Linked DNA regions of Anser cygnoides: region 1 is linked to region 2. The links are chromatin contacts, called in public Hi-C maps. All regions are on one chromosome and are shown on one strand. The core of a region is the stretch at or near the end of the contact, and the rest is flanking DNA. Distances in the headings are between cores, read along the strand shown.

Region 1 (4,063 bases), core at 1,370-3,869, 100 kb before region 2:
CACAAAGCTCTGGCTTCGTTTCTGGTCCCGTGTGGTGAAGGCTGAGGCTGCTGCAACACATCTGCCCCTGCTGCCGCAGCCGCCCTGTTCCCGAGCGTTGCTGAGCACTCTCCCGTCTTCCCAGGCTCCGTCCTTAAGCACCTCACCCACACCTGCTAGCCCTGGTATTCCCCCCTCCCTCCTCGCCTACAGCCACCGCTTGTTATTTTAGTGCCTTTTGGGGGCTCTGGTAATTGCCGTGAGTCACAACTCCAGAATTTCCTTATCAAGAAGAATCACAGATCAGACGTTCCGCAATGAATATTGTATAAGCTTTAGATGAGAATTAGCATAGACGGGCTCAGTTTGACTTTGCGCATTAGAAAATGGATTCAGTTCTCATGGGGCTAGCATTTTATGAAAACACAGGGGCCAAATGATTTGTTACTGAACCTGGCAACACATTTATTTATTTATATATTAAAACCCATATCCGACATGGAAATCTCATCTGCGTTAAGTCTGTTGGCTGAGCAATCTAAATCACCATGAACAAAATGCTCAGTGAATACACCACCGGGTTTTATTGCTGTTTTTTCACCTCCTTAGAAGAAAGCTCCAGAAACCCAGTACAGGAAACCTCTCCTGGCAGTGACTTCCCAGTCGGGCTGCGGAGCGGCCGGCGGGTGTCTGGAACAGAGCCCAGGGCAGGGGTGAAACAACGGGTTTTGAAGTTCCCCCGAGCAACTGCAAATCCCACAGAACCTCAACAGAGCCCACAGGAAACTTCCAGGAGCCCCAAATCTCTCCTAAGACACACAACATGGGGCAATTCCCACCCAAATACAGTATTTGTTACTGCTCCCGGTCCCCCAAGGAGAGAGAGGGGACTTCATCCACGGCAGGCACCACGCAGCCCAGGAGCAGCGCGCACAATGGAGAATTATTTCCAAGCAGCCACGACACAAGAAACGACTCTCTCTCAAGATAGTGCTGCACCCAGCAGCAATTTAATATAGGTGGGTATGGCACAGCCCACTGCCTGCACGGGGTTATGAATAGAGGCATTCAAGCAAACCCAAATAAAGGCCAATAACTCAACTGACATCTTACACTAAGTTTTTGAACGCTGTAGGGGCCAACGGAGGACTAAACCAACACGAGGTCTGACCGTCTTGCTGCTTTCCCCGCTCAGCAGCTCAGCGCTGTGCAGGAAGACAAGTTCTTTTGTTGTCCCAGCTCCCGGAAAAGCTCCGCCAGCCTCACAAAAATGAGAGGAAAACCCACCCTGCAGGCACAACCCAAGGCACGTGCTCCTGCGCAGAGGCTGCCCGGCGCAGGAGGCCAGCAGGGAAGGCAGGGCTGCACGGACGCGCGGCGCGAGGACCGAGAACAAAGGCAGCTCCGGGGAGCAGCGCGGCGTTGTCCAAGTTTCGCAGGAAACAGGGAAAGCCAAGCAGGCACTCGAAGAGCAAAACCAGAAGCACAGCAACAAATAAACCGAGGGATGCTGGAGGTGAACGGTAGCATTTTTAAGTTTTACTGGAGATTCAGGAAAAAGACAAAGTTAGCAGGGCCATTAAAAAGACAGAAGAGAGGAACTGCAGGAAGTTGTTTCTTTGCACCAGACAAAGACGACCAGAGATGAGATCAGTAACACCGATCTGGAAACCCAGCGCTGTGTGAAACCACCCGGATGGTCACTTGGACATTTAACAGGTTACACGCCGCTGCTGGCACGGAGCCACAGCTCCAAAGGGGGCACTCAGAGGTGCAGTTACAGAGGGCTTAGGTGATGTTTGGCAGCATGAGAGCCACCCGTCTGAGGAAAGGCAGATCAGATTACATGCAGCTGATTTTTCATTTAGGTGGAATAACCACCAGTGGTGATGAGACGAGCCCGTGACATCTAGGTCTGCTTGCAGAAAGCTTTGGACATGGCCAGCGTGGCAGCCTGCTGCGGCAGCCCAGACTGCAAACCGGCAGGCACCTGCCTGCCGCTGCGCTCCCACAATCACTCCAAAATCAGCAGAAGATGAGGAGTCATTGCCTGTGCAGGGATAAACAACAACCCAGAGCCCCCAGGAAGCAGCACAAGGTTCCCCCCAAAGCCTCCTTTCCTCCTCTCCCAGCGCACAGGGTAGGAACCGGTCCCCTTCCATGTTTCAAAGTGACTCTGTGCATCGCACTTTGTCTTTGCAGAGAGGTTCCTACTGCATGGGAAAACCGTGACAGTGAAGCAGGGCTTGCAGTCAAACACGCCCAGATCCCAGGGTCAGTGTCCCTGGAAAAGCACCCCTGCCGTGCAGAACCAGAGGGGTAATATGGGAGCTGTGCCGGCGAGGAAGGGAGCAGGGCACAGGGGAATAGCAAATATTTACATTTTCAGGTCAGCACACAACAAAGAGAGACATTTAAGGAGACAGCGGCTGGAGTTAAAGGGAAAGCTGTTGTCACTGTTTCCCTGGCTACAGCACACTCAGTGCTGAAGTATCCGTGTCTGGACACCTTATTTACAGAAAGTCCCCGTGAAACTGGCAGCAGTCCTGCAGAGCTCAGCCGAAACCGGCACTGGAGAGGTTTGCGAGCGGGCCGGGAAAAAGACAGATGGATTTGGAAAGCTTTTGCCTCATGGGAAGGTAATTAAGAAGCAAACTGATGGCTATTTAAAGCTACCTAACAGTTATTCTTGGTTTGAGGTCAGAGAACAGAGCGCAGCGATGGCACCTGAGCTCACCCCAGAAGGGGTGTTCGGGGAGGGTTCCAAGGAGGATTATTTCCCCTGCCCACTGGGCTTCAGCCAAACGCTCATATCAGCAAAACTACCCCAGTTAAGTCAACACGGATGAATAACCTGAACCAAACACTCAAGGGTTTGGTCACTCCAGGACCCTTCTGCTGATGAGGCTTTGCAAAAGCAATACAGGCAAATAGAGAAGGGCGGGACCACCAGGAGGGTCCTGGGGGCACCTTTGGCAACACTCCTGCTCCTCTGCCCCGCTCCCCCACGTTGCACTGAAACATTTGAGAAACACACACACGGCAGCAAGACCAGCAGCTCTTTATCTTCCAGTCCCTTAACCACAGGTAGAAACTCTGTGTATACATGGAAGTACATGGAAGGCTTCCTCGACGGCTATTTACCTTGCGTGTCTCTGCTGTGCAGCTTGGGCCTGTGTGAACAACACACTGGTCCCCAGGAGGGCTGCTGGGAGCTTTTATCATATTCAGGACACTCCGAAAACACCCAGACAGAGTGAGCCTCTCCCCTGCCCCTCCGAGCAGCCGAGGCTGCTGGATTCTGGCACCGACACATACAGTAAAGGCAAAGCCATGGTTTACATCAAACATGCGCTCTTCTGTAATTCATGTTACTAACATAAACCAGATGCCATCTTCCCCAGCCTCTGCAGAGAATGATCGCCTGCCTTTGCGTTACATAAAACAGCAAGAAAATGAAATTTAAACCTTCAAGAAAAAGCAAAATAAATAACTCAGTAATTAGGCAAAAAAAATCCAAGCCAAAAACAGCTTCCAAGTTTCCAGGAAGAATTAGGTTGTTTATGGAAGTCCTGTTTCAACTAACAGCCTGCCTGGCAGGTGGTAGGAATGTGAGTTTGTGGAGAGCAGAAACATGAGGCAGCTCTGCCTGGGGCACTGTGCTTTGCTTTGCTGTTTTCTTGTTTTAGTTAAACAAGAGGAGACATCACAAATATTCAACAAAAGCAGCAGAAAGGAGAGCCGCAGGGGCCTTTCCTACCTTGTATGCCGTAGAGTCGATTCAGGCGTGATCGTCTGGCCTCATCAGCATACGGGACAGCTACCCAGGGCATCTCGCTGAAATACTGCTTGAAGGAGTCCTCTGACCTGTGCAACGGGAACAGCACAGGGGATCCTGAGTGTAGCCCCTCTCCCTGCCACGCTACTTTCCCTTTTCCTCGTTAAAAACCTGGCCAGCAAGCGCCTTGCTCCACTTCATCAAACCCACCAGGCGAGGGCTGCTAGGAGGCATAAACCTGGGGAGAGCCGGACTAAAAGCCCTCAGTCCCTCAAGAAGGGGTCTGCACCGCGTTTTTTTCTGATA
Region 2 (4,051 bases), core at 424-2,923:
AGTTCGATCAATGGGCTGACTCCAATTGTGTGACATTCAATAAGGGTGTCGGGTCTTGCATTTAGGTCATAACAACCCAATGCAGTGGTATCGGCTTGGGGAGGAGTGGCCGGAAAGCTGCCCAGCAGAAAAGGACCTGTGGGTGCTTGTCAACAGCCAGCTGAACATGAGCCAGCAGCGTGTCCAGGTGGCCAAGAAGGCCAATGCCAGGACTAGAGAAGTGCAGCCAGCAGGGCTAGAGAAGAGTGATCGTCCTCTTGTATGCAGCACTGGTGAAACCATGATCTAGTTGAGCAGATTTCAGTTTAAGGCAATTTCAAGCAAGAATTAGTGTTCTGAATAACTGTTCCACATAAACCTTCCTGAAGAATTTATGGGCTTACCTAGCGGTGAGGGAGAATATGGTCTTGAAGATCCTGTGGATAACCGGCGCCCAACACCCTGCGCAGTGTCAGCTGGTACTGGAGAACAGGAACCCATCTTCATGAAGCCCATCGGACTAGTATTTGAGCGTCTCACAACCCCAGCTCTAACAAGATGAAAAGAATGGTTATGCATGCTATAGCAACTGTGGATCCTTGAGATGAGGTTCAGAATCCCCTAACGAGTATAATGATCAATTAAAAAAAAAGATATTTACAGAGAAAGCCATGAAGCTGAAGCTTATTAAGGTAATAACTTAAGCTAAGCCTTCCATTCAGAAAACAAGAAAAATAAAATTCCTTTTGTTCCCACTACGATCGTAGCTTTCAAAGCCATAGCAGTCTGTTAACTGGAGAAATTTAAAACAGATATATGCCTTAGTACATGGATTACTGATATTCAGACAACTAGGCATTTAATTTTGAATTTTACAACTGAGTGAAATGCATTGACACAAACGTTCATTTTTATGGTTGGAAAAAGAAGGAACCTACAAAAAAGATTAAGACAAAGTTTTAAGTATTGGACCTGGTGTAAAGTGCAGCTACTGAGAACAGATTATTTTAGGGAAAGGCATGCCCTCAAGTGTAGAAACAACTGTAAAATCAAAGATCTTGAAAAAAAGCAAGGAACCTTTTTTTTTTTTAAGAAAAAAAAAAAGATCTCCAGAGATCTCAGAGTTTGTCTTTGACCTTCACCATCCCAATCCTGTAGATCACAAGGCATAGAATAAGTCTAGCACACTAGAGCCTTGTATTAAGGCAAGCTGGTTAACTAGTATGCCAAAAACTGTTTCCTTGATATTCTACAGAACAACGCATTCATCATTGCATGTGTGAAAACAAGATTTATTACTTTCTAGTTTATGATGTAATGCTGCATAATACACAAAGGAGGGAAAAAAAGCGAGACTTCGTCTTTTTATCTTCTTTGGTTGCAGTTGCCTAAAAGAACAAGCTTATTTTGTTTTAGTGAAGAATTTCAACTGCCGGTTCAACAACCTTGAGATTGTGAAGGACTATTACTTGTTATCATTAAAATGCCTCCTTAGAATGGTCTTGTGCAGAAAAAAATGACATCAGTAAGAAAGCATGGACATCTGTGAAGGTACAAATACAAACTAGAACCAAGCAAAAGGAGTTAGAATACTCACCTTGGTGATCCGTGGGGGTTTGACACAGGACTGGCAGTAGAGGAGAGGTTCTGTTCTATACGCTGGTAATTCCGGAGCTGAGTGGGAACTGGGATAGGTGCTGTTTCACTGCGGGGGGATACTGAAGGCTGACAATGCCTGAAGTAGAAAGGTATGGAGAGAGGAGATAAATAGAGGTAGACAGATCTCTCTCTAAATTGTACCATTCTCAAAAGTCCGAGAAAATCTGTGAAACTGACAAATAAACTGATTCTAAACTCCCCACATGCAGTGTGATCTTAGCTTGTCCTAATCTAGCTCTGACACTTCACAGAGGAAGACAAAGAACTGTTCGTTACTACCTACCTTTCTTATACTGGCTAGTACCAGATCGAGCTGAGAGTGCAGTACTAGCTGAAGCATTTCGTCATGCATCACAGCGATCTACCGATCCCCCCGACTTCCTGCCAATCAGCCCGCTCTGTTTACCACACTTCAAAATAGCGTTCTAGGAAAACCCACTGTGCTAAGAACAGGAAGTTCAGCAGCGGGGTTGGAATGTGTACAAAAGCCACTAAAGCACAGAGATATCCCATGAGACACAGTGAACTTGCAAAAGGAAAACATGTTATGTAACCAACCCTTGACAAAATGACCAAAACCACACACCTGAACATTAATCCACAGACGCAAACTGCAGATTAGCATTGCCCAAGTTCAACCAAGTGTCAGTGACCCGGTTTACCTCAGTGTACTGCCTGATAAGGGAATCAAACCACCGCAGTGTAAGCAGTCACCAACACTTTTAAAAGAATTAGACCGAAAGAATTTCGAACTAAATGACTTTTGGGAATATAATCAGCTTAGTATCAGGCCCCTTATTGATTAGTTTTTCAGAAAACAGGCAAAGATTAGAGATTCTCAGAGGAAATGTGAAAAAAGTCCTATCACTCCTACTTAAAATCTCTAGAAAACAAGCAGTTACACCATTTACTGCATGGATACAGCTGAACAGAAATCTTGGTTTCTGACTCTGTATCACATCCCTTTTGCAACCTCTGAGAATGAAATACTACTTCCTAATATGCATGGTCCTTCCTTAGCAAAAGAAAACAAGTTTGTCCTTTTATTGCCACCCAGGTTCTAGAGACTGAGTAATTTTGAAAGGCAGCTTGAACAAGCCTCAATAGATCTGTACCAACATTTTTTCCGCAGCCTCATCAGTTTCACTGAATTTAAACCCATGCTCACTAAGTTTCTCAGCTGTGCCTGACAGAAGTCCTAAGTCTGCTGTGCCACAGTGGCCAGCCTGGCAGAAGATGGGACAAATCTGCAGCTGTGACCACACAGGCAGTGGAAAGCCTGAAAGCTTCCACACAAGGAGAAGGTCTCACAAGTAGAAACCACACAGAGGCAGTAGGCAGCCTGCTATGACTAACACAACAAGCTGAGGCAGCACAGGGAGGCTCCCTAGGCCTGACCTGGAGAGGGGAAATCCAAACTGTAGCAGTGCCACTGAGGAGGCCATGAAGGCACTTCAACTTTTAAAGTACTCAGCATGGAATATGCCTTCCCCTGCTGTCACACAGCCTTACAGGTAGGTCCTGTGAGCTAAGTGCCATGTTAGCATGGTGGTATAGCACTTGGCCTTCTTCAGGGCTCCCCAGCTCAGGCCCAAAGCCACGTTCTGGTTAGGCATCCCCTAGTCAGATGTGGTTTGCTACTGGTTAGAGAAAGAGGCAATACAGAAGTGTGCAGAGTTGCATGCAAATCTTGTATCTGTGGGATCTAGAGAACAAAATTAGGAATTAAACACAGAAGAGGGAACCGCCTCCACCTATTGTGCCTGTTCTGGCTGGAGCATGAGAAGCATCACAGCTTCTTCTGCTTGCCGCAAAACAGCGTAACTATGGGTACCATTCATGCAGTTCTATCATCTAATCAGAAAAAAAAAAACGCTGTATCACAGGGCATAACATTTTGTAAAAAAAAAAAAATCACATGCTATGAAAGAACACTTTTCAGCAACGAATAACCAAAAAAACAAAGCAGCATCTGGTAGATTATCTGCTACCTTGAGACAATGTCCCAAAGCAGTCAGTCACTGAATTTACTCAACCAATACCTAAATCAAACTTTCACAGTACAAACTCTGACTGTGAACAGTAGGCACCTGTTTCTAATCACACAACCATTTAGCTCTTAACTTACTAACATACAGATAACATAACTGGCATATTTTCATAAAACCTGTAACTCCAAAAACCGTGACACATGATGATATAAGACAGGAAATTACCATAATTTATAATATTCTGTACACAGTCAATCCATAGCAAACGGATCTTTACAACCAAACCATTCAAATTGGCTGCCCTTAAACACAAAAGTTAAGGCTACAGCTTTATTGATAGCCCATGTCAGCAGATTTTGCAAACTGCAACAAGATCAGCACAAAGTAGTAAACTTTTCTTGTGACAAGCATTTCTAAACAAA

Evidence for each region. A called contact is a pair of places that touch in the nucleus more often than the background predicts.
Region 1: a Hi-C map of liver shows a contact between it and region 2, with 11 times the contacts expected there. The contact joins two enhancer-like sites. A contact is called at or near these places in 2 of 7 Hi-C or Micro-C datasets (both in liver).

The regions. Positions count from the first base shown.
Region 1 is chr18:9,339,312-9,343,374 of Taihu_goose_T2T_genome, reverse strand. It overlaps NXN (nucleoredoxin), which reads right to left. Exons shown (of 8, transcript XM_066979758.1): 5 at 3,740-3,846. Among named protein-coding and RNA genes, the nearest start is that of MRM3, 18 kb to the left of the region's middle. Within about 2 kb of position 2,619, at least 2 of the 3 cell types and tissues checked have open chromatin away from gene starts, as enhancers often do. A contact at or near this core is called in liver, where this site is marked.
Region 2 is chr18:9,237,348-9,241,398 of Taihu_goose_T2T_genome, reverse strand. It overlaps ULK2 (unc-51 like autophagy activating kinase 2), which reads right to left. Exons shown (of 28, transcript XM_048074248.2): 16 at 1,577-1,714; 17 at 384-529. Among named protein-coding and RNA genes, the nearest start is that of ULK2, 27 kb to the right of the region's middle. Within about 2 kb of position 1,673, at least 2 of the 3 cell types and tissues checked have open chromatin away from gene starts, as enhancers often do. A contact at or near this core is called in liver, where this site is marked.